Regions from separate parts of the Sus scrofa genome. Here all the other regions are linked to region 3. A link is a contact called in public Hi-C data. All regions are on one chromosome and are shown on one strand. Each heading gives the region's core, a stretch centred on a gene start, on an enhancer-like site or on the middle of the called end of the contact. The rest is flanking DNA. Distances are from core to core; before and after follow the strand shown.

Region 1 (2,700 bases), core at 160-2,659, 88 kb before region 3:
TTTACAAATAAGTGTCCTTCTAAGAAATGCTGGACTCTCCCCTTCAAACGTAGTTCCTCTACGTATACATCCGATTCGAGATGGCATTCTCAATACACCTGCTTCAAATACTGCTGTTCCAAAAGGTTGATTTTACATGATAATTTCTCTATTTTTACTTCTCTTTATCTTCAAATAAAACTAGTATTCGAAAATTTAAAAAATCGATTCCCTTATTCCAGAACAATTTTTCAGGTTCTATATTCATATACTTTTGTCAATTACACAAAAATAAAAGCCTTCCCTTCTCACTAACTCTCTTTAATTACAGCTATTTTCCCTGAAGGTCCAGCGCAACCCGTGCTGCACTTGCTAATCCGCGCTGACGGCTGCGTGTTTTTCTGCGAGTGCGCGAGAATCTTCCAGATGATGTGGGTCACACAGGAGCGCCGGCCATGTTGATTTTCCTCTCCTGTGGAGATCTACTCAGTCAGCCTATGAAACTTCAGGCGCTGGAGGGCTGCGGAGCCAAGGCAGAGGCTGTCTGTGTCACAGACTCTCTAGAGGGTTTATGTTTCCAAGAGGGAGCGGCTCTAAGGGCTCTAAAAGCCGAAGCGCCGCGCACTCCCCCTAGAGTGCTCACCCGGCGGGATCAAAGGCATCTGAACTGCAGAACGTCAGGAAACGGCGGCCGACTCCACATCCTGCTAAGAGACGGGCGAGGGGCGGGTGTGTCGCCGGAGATTCGAAACCGGTACTTACCAATGCGAGGCGCTGCCTGACTTTTCCTCTGCAGATTTCAGGAAGACCCTCCGTAGGTTATTGGACATTTTAGAGGGGTGGGAGGGGCCAGTACGTCCAGGAAAGGGGGCAGTATATGGGGGTCGAGGTCTCCAAGGGCCGAGAACCAGAGCGACAGAATGTTTGGCTGGAGTTGCGCCTGAGCAACTCAGGGGGGCTTGAAGCAGAAAGGAGGGCGACAACAGGCTCCCGAGAGGGCGTATCCTCAGGCTTCGGAGGGAGGCGGCGCAGCCACCAGAAACCGGAAGAACCGAAGTGACTTACGGGGTGGGACCGGCACTAGCCTCTAAGAGAACAAGCCCGAGTCTCCGCCCCGTTAGAGCCTAGGACTTCGCTCCGCAGGCATCCGGAATCAGGCGGGAGGCGTGGCCTTAATGGCACCGCCTCTGTCGGTGCCGAGCCTCTGATGAAGATCAGCCGGACCGTCTCGGCCGACCCCGCCCACCGAAGCCGCCAGCGGGAGCAAAGCTGGCCTGGCGGTTTCCGGCACCGTCACATCCTGTTGCCAAGGTGACTGGCTCGCTAAGGCCCCGCCTTTATGCTATGACCCAATCACAGGTGACATTTGCTATGTCTCCTTCCGGATCAAGTAACGAATCGCAAAAGAAAATTCTCCAGATATCTACGCAAAATAAAATGTTTCCGGGGTCAGTCGTAAATTTTCTGCTTTTATATTCGCCGTTGGTGCAAGTTTTCCTCTCCTACCAGATTTAAAAGCTAACAGAAGGCTCGTTTGGAGACATACGCATTCTTTGCGTAAGAGAATTTTAGACGCCTGCCTATGGCCAGCGCCCGTATTATTGCTACTTCCTGAGGGTTTCTCGATTTTATCCGCTTTCTTCAGTCTTTGCCTCGAGACTTATCCTCCCCTTGCCCTCCACCCCATCCTTATACCTCACGCGAAATTATTATCGTAGGTTTTCAGTCTCAAAAAATTTAATTGCCCACATAGGCTTATTTTTTGCATCTTTATCTGGATCCCTGGATAAAAATTTCTCATAAGTTTTTCTAAGAAGTCAAATCAGCTATCCAAGAAGTGGTTTAAGTCTCAGGTTTAAGAGGTAGACATTCTAATTTAGCTGGGGCTAGACGGAAGTTGTGGGAGGAGTGCTTTAGAAGATCCAGTTTTATCAGCTATAGGCAGTAAGGATGTAAACTGACTCATACTGTTAAAATTTGGGAAACTGACATAAAGTAGCCAAGTTCCAGGTTTATTTTTGTCCCTTAAAAATGAAGGTTACTCATTCTCCTAACTCCTTAATGAGCTAATACTGATGAAAGATCTTGTCCTGATATAGAAAGTAATACTTATTGTTTACTCTTTAGTAAAAGTTAATTTTACTGATACCGAATCCTGTATGTCTAACTGGCATTTATCTTTCATTCCGATATCTCAGTACTAGGAGTCAGGGTGGTGAGCCCGTAATACTGTCTTTTTTTTTTTTCTTTTTTTTTCTTCCTTTCTGTCACGCACATGGCATGCGGAAGTTCCTGGGTCAGGGATTGAACCAACACCACAGCAAAAACAAAAGCTGCTGCAGTGACAATGCAGGATCTTTAACTGCTGTACCATGGGAGAACTCTCCTTACACTGTCTTGGTTTTGGTCATATTTCTGTCTGTGAACGCAAAATTACTTGAATGAGTTGCCCATTCTTGGCTTGTTCAATTTTCTCACTATTCATTTCTTACTTTGCAGTTTGGCTTGTCCTCACATACATCAGCACTTCTTATAAATGAGTTTCATTGTCGCTTATTGGCTTCCCTTGGAAGCGGAATCTTGAGATATAATTTGATGTACAGGAAGTTTATTAGGGATCAGTGTGGAAGGGAAGAAAAGGGAGCAAAATTGGGCAGAGGGAAAAGTTAGCTTGTGATACACAGTCTCAACAAAATCTTATGTTTTTGCACCAGGAATCTG
Region 2 (2,700 bases), core at 7-2,506, 84 kb after region 3:
CCCTTTGACCAATCAATTCTCCTGTTGGCGATTTCTCCTATAGATAGACTCCTCCTCTATTCTATAAAGAATAGATCTTTTCAAGGATGTTCATTTTAGCTATATTTTAAATAACAAAAATGTCTAGAAATAAGCTAAATGCTTATCAATAGGAGATGATTAAGTAGAAGAAGGTGTAGCTGTATGATGAAATACAAAGAGGCCAGTAAAAGAAAAAAAAAAAAGGAGGTGGACAAGGAATGTTCTGGAATGATATCTAAGTATATTACATGGAAAAAAGGTAAGAAATGAATACCTTATGCTCCCACTTAGACGCAACTCTAGATTTCTTAAAGAGTGAACAAGTGTGGCTGGTACACTGACCTGGCAGGACGTAGGGGGTAAGGTCATCAAAGCAGCTTTCCTTTTGGCCCCAGTCCCTTTAAGTTTTCTGCTCAGTGAGAGTGGTTCTGCCTTCTTCCTCCATTTTTCTGGTGACTTGTAGGTAATTACATTTCTCCAGCCACTGTACGTTGTAAACCCCACTCAATTTCCTAGCCAGTCCCAAGTGATAACCAAGACTCCAACTGGATCCAACCTTAAATCGGATCCCTTCCCCAGCCCAGCCCTGGGGTACAATTCAACGCTAACAAGTTAATGGAGGAACCTCAATAAACATTTGTTGAGGTTTTTGTTTTTCTCGTTTCCCTTAGATCTTGTACTTAAAGACGACACAGTCAAGGTGGGGAGATGGGCATGTACACCAGTGTGTTACAGTGCAGTGTGGAGCTATGAGAGGAAATAAATTGCACTGTGAGCAGAGGAACCAGCTCCCCCAGGCTCAGGGAGAAGCAAGAGAGTCTCCACGGGGAAGGGGATGGTGTCCTTTGAAGGTATCAGGTGAAGAAGAGCTGTAGGGTGGGACCAACTGGGATGGTAGGAGCTCTGTTTGATTAGATGAATGAGAATAAGCAGGCTGCAGATGACGTGAGTGTGAGGAGGTGAGTTAAAAAGAAGACAGATCCTGAGTGATGGGGAAGGGGCATTTGGCAGCCAGAAAGTGCTAAGAGGAGGCAAATGAAAGAAGTACCATCTCCTTCCCTTCTCAGGGACCAAATTCCTTCTGGGTGACACTGGTAGAGCAGGATCTCTCAGTGGTTGTCTCCCTTGCAGCTTTTTTTTTTTTTTTGGTTGTTGGCATTGCTCAAACCTGGGTCCTATTGCCAGGAAGTTTCGCAAGGCAGATTTGCCAGGGGAAGTCCCTGGCATTTCCTGTAGTTCTTGCTTCCTTTCCAAAAGACAGGCTATCGAAATCTCCAGGGCATAAAAGGCCCAGAGGATGTGTGTCCTAGCTGGCCAGGGATATGGGAGCAATCACCATGGACCAGAAGTCTCTCTGGGCAGGTGAGTGCCCGGGTGATAATGTAGCAGGAACTTAATGAGCAGAGAAGGGTCAAGGGACTTGTGGAAGAAGGGGCCATCTTTTACTCCTGGGACTCCAGTCTCTGTTCAGCTCCATATCAAAACCTGTCAAGCTAAGGCAACTGCCCTAAGGGACCATCTGATCTTTCCTAAATGGGCAAGGGGGCAGCAGTGGTCAGAGCCCTTTGGACCATCAGGGGTGTTTCCAGACTGCTTCTGCACAAAGGCCCCTCTTGTCCAGATTGGTGATGGAGTCACAGGTTTCACGGTTTATGCTTTCTATTTTATTTTATTTTATTTTATTTTATTTTATTTTATTTTATTTTAATCTTTTTAGGACCGCACCCACAGCATATGGAGATTCCCAGGCCAGGGGTCCAATCGGAGCTGTGGCTGCCAGCCTGTACCAGAGCCACAGCAACGCGGGATCCGAGCCGCGTCTGCAACCTGCACCACAGCTCCTGGCAACGTCGGATCGTGAACCCACAGAGTGAGGCCAGGGATCGAACCCGCAACCTCATGGTTCCTGGTCGGATTCATTAACCACTAAGCCACAACGGGAACTCCTTTCTTTACATTTTAAAACTTGGGGAAGACCCACATTTCTCATCTGTGGCATGGTTTGTTGGGCGTAAACGTTTTCTAAAATTCTCCTTTCAGCTCAAAAGTTCTTATCCCAAACTCTGGCTTTCTTGGTAGCTGGGAATTTGGGTGAAGATGGACATGAGACTAAATAAACAGGGCTACGAATGAAGAAGGGAAGTGTCTTTGGAGGAAAAGGATCCTTTTCATTGTGTCCTTACCTCTTTCATCTCGTCTATGCTCTTGAGCCATGATGGCCCACTTGGTAATGGCAAGAGCATTCTGAGGTCCTTGTTGAAGGGCTCAGGCCTGGGTCTCCAGGGAGGAACCCACGGGGAGTCAGCACTTTGAAGAAGGGCCGGAGGCTGACCTGACAGTAGATGTGGCAACCAGAATCCTCCTACCTGAGTAGTGGGTGTGTGGCGGTCCCGCTCCCTCCCTGCTCTGCTTAAAAGTGGTGTGAATCAGCAGGAGACAAACCCAGAGCCCAGCTTCTCAAGACAGCTCTGTGGAGATGGCACCAGCTTCAGCAGCTGTCATCCAAAGTTTCACTTCATTTTTAACTGCTCTCTTCTCTGTTTTCAGACCCCCGAAATATCCTAATATAGCGAAGTCTGGGCAATGCCCTCAGGATGTGGCTCACAGTTGAGGAGTCTTGCCTTTTGAGTGAGGTTTTCAGGACCAGGCTGGTCCTGCCCTTTCCTTCCCTTTAGGGGG
Region 3 (2,700 bases), core at 163-2,662:
TGCTAACCAAGCAAAATTAGAATTTTAGTGGTTAATAATTTAAGAAACCTTTGATACTTGAAAAATATGCAGGAATAACCTTCACAGCACTGAGAGTGTTTAACAAAATGTTCTTTCATCTCTCACCTGTCTTCTCAGATTTCCTGGATAACCCATGAATCAGAACTACAGTCACAATTTTTAAATTTCACAAATATTTCAATGCCATCGGTAAAAAAAAGATGAATTCCTCATGCTGTCTCCTCTAAGGGTGACTGCTTAGAAACATAAGAAAGTAAATTCTGGATATTACAAACGAAGAAAGCCCTAAGCTTCTTTTGGAGCTACACAGAATCCTCAGGCCCAAAGCAAAGCATAATAGAAAACGGTTATTTTTCTAAACTCCAATTTGGTCTTCTAATAAATGCAATATTCTTGTAATGGTTAAAAATTAAATAATCTAGAAAACCATGTAATTTTAAAGAAGTTGGTCAAATATTACAGGGAGAGAGAAATGGGGAGAATCTGGTGTTGTAACGCAAATTAGAGTTGCCTGTGGGTATTAATTCCTACATTTAAATTTGAGAGAACTGGAAAAATGCGGTGTTTTGCAAAAGTATCCTATCAGAAGCACGGTTGTGCAGATACAAAGGACTAGCCATTTACCTTTCCGTATCGCACGCCCCTCGATAGAACTGGGCGTAGTAGACTTGAGCTTCGCGTATACACAAGGTCACCACAGATTTCAATTTCGAACCTTCCTCCCCACCCTCCCATCAAGAAATCTGAGCCCTGGATTGACAATGGGAATACATCCTCAACAGAAGTCTTTGTGGGACTGGAGCGAAGGTTCTCGATAAACGCTTAAAACAAAACCAAGGAATCATTTACACCCACCGCTGCCTTTAACCGGAGGCGAAAAGCTCAGGGACAGAAAGCTCAGCTACGCTTTGCCTGCTGCCAGGAAAAGATGTGAGAGGCGGAGCTTGGCCGGCCTTGGGACAAGCAGGCGGGATTCGGACGGTAGTGGAAGAAGAGACCAAGAACCGAGGAAGAAAGGTGAGACGCGGACACCTGAGCGCCGCTTGCAGCCACTCCCACCACCCTCCACGGGGTCCCCCTGAGCCCACCCGCGGCTCCGGCCACCACCTAGTCCCTCTCCCTCGCGTCGCAAAACATAGTCCCTAGAGGCAGGGCGAGCCCGCACGCGACTCGCACTCCCGCCATGGGATGAGGAGCTCCGGCAGGGTCCGTGTCCCTGATCCACCCGATTCCATTCTCTGATACACACCCCTTAGTGGGGGCTAGGGCCGGTCCTCATCCCCTTTTCGGCCTACCTTGCTTGGATCACTTTGCCAATACCGGCAGCCGGGTCCAGCGCCTGCCGGCAGGACCGAAACGAGGGAGAACTCCCGGGGCGCGCTCCCGAGCAGCGAAGCCGGTCCCGGAGCGCGCTCACCACCGGGAGGTGCGCGCTCGCGCAGCCGCCTCTTCCGACCCTGTATCCCTTTACGGCTATCGCGAAAGTGTCGTGAACGTGCTGCCGCGGATCAGAGTCACCCAGTCGGCTGGAGTCGGAGGTCTTATTTCTAGGGGCGTGCTTTGGGGGGCCGGGGTAAGGCCGCGGGGCTCGGTCTTGGGAAAACGGCCAGGGTATGAAGGACTTGTTGGGGGGCACCACTCTCAAGAGGAGTGGAGAGAGGGCTGCAGGCTCTGGGGTGGGGCATTGGAATATAGCCGTGTATGCACTCGCGTTGGGCGAACGCTGCCCTACCTCGCGCGCGATAGCCTCGCGCGCGGGCTTGTGGGGGAATGCGAGGGGCGGCTGTTCCTCTAGCCCCGGATGGAGAGATTGCGGTGGCGAATTGCCAGCGCGAGAGCCAGGGGACTGCTGTGGTGGGAGTCGGGGTGGGGAGAACCTCGGCGGCCAGAGCTGGGCGGGCGGAAGGCTGCGGGTGCTGCCTGCGCGGAACCGACCTTGCCTAGCGGGTCCACACCCTCTTGCTCAGGTGCTGCCAAGTACGCAAACCGTGTTGCATCCTGTGCCGGGTTTGCCTTCCTTTTGAAATCTGGTGCTGGTGTTTTTTGGCTGGGCCATACTTCTTGGTCAGCAACTTTTCTAGAAATTTCAGCATATATTGACAAGTTCTGAGGTTGCCAGCGAGGGTTTATTTCAGCAGTGTTCTTGGAAGGAGAAAGGACGGGATGGTGTGTTATTCTTTGCCGGTGTTCCCAAGAACATGCAATGAATGGGATCTTTACATTTAGCTGTGTTCAACTTGTTTTTTCCAGTTGGGTGCTTGGTATTTTTGTGTCGTTTTTTGATGTTTTGCATCATTGGTATTAGTATATAAATTTGCCTGAAGTTTCGTAGTTCATTGATGAATCCCATGTTACTATAGTAGGCAAATGCATAGTTATCTTTAAACAGATATTAGTGTTAGGCATGTGGACAAAGAAAAAGATTCGGTTACTACTCTCGAACTAGGAGGAATGTGTTCAGTGGAGGTGTCGAATTGACTAACAACACAGGTGAGACTGTGAGAAGGGCATCTAGAGCATAGGTACTTTAGAACCATTGGCATTCAGGTCAAATTCCAGAGATTGAAGTTCTGAAAACATTTTGCTGCGTATTTGTTTTGTGCTGAGCAAAAAATAGTCAGAAGGCCCTTGTACAACTTGTCTTTACAATGCTTTCATTTAAGAAATGATAGCAAAAAA

Evidence for each region. Hi-C and Micro-C count contacts between places; a contact is called where the count stands out from the background.
Region 1: a contact with region 3 is called in a Hi-C map of skeletal muscle, with 7 times the contacts expected there. The contact joins the promoter of LRIF1 here to the promoter of DRAM2 in region 3. A contact is called at or near these places in 3 of 47 Hi-C or Micro-C datasets (heart right ventricle, liver and skeletal muscle) and 1 of 2 datasets of contacts at active chromatin or transcription factors (alveolar macrophages).
Region 2: a Hi-C map of liver shows a contact between it and region 3, with 2.6 times the contacts expected there. The contact joins the promoter of CHI3L2 here to the promoter of DRAM2 in region 3. A contact is called at or near these places in 4 of 47 Hi-C or Micro-C datasets (blood and liver) and 1 of 2 datasets of contacts at active chromatin or transcription factors (alveolar macrophages).

Annotation. Positions count from the first base shown.
Region 1 is chr4:109,270,271-109,272,970 of Sscrofa11.1, reverse strand. LRIF1 (ligand-dependent nuclear receptor-interacting factor 1) reads right to left here and starts at 1,409. Exons shown (of 3, transcript XM_013997274.2): 1 at 742-1,409.
Region 2 is chr4:109,097,728-109,100,427 of Sscrofa11.1, reverse strand. It overlaps CHI3L2 (chitinase-3-like protein 2), which reads left to right and starts at 1,256. Exons shown (of 11, transcript XM_003481491.4): 1 at 1,256-1,383. The coding sequence starts at 1,344.
Region 3 is chr4:109,182,135-109,184,834 of Sscrofa11.1, reverse strand. DRAM2 (DNA damage regulated autophagy modulator 2) reads right to left here and starts at 1,412. Exons shown (of 8, transcript NM_001243696.1): 1 at 1,317-1,412. It overlaps CEPT1 (choline/ethanolaminephosphotransferase 1), which reads left to right. Exons shown (of 9, transcript XM_021090044.1): 1 at 1-1,038.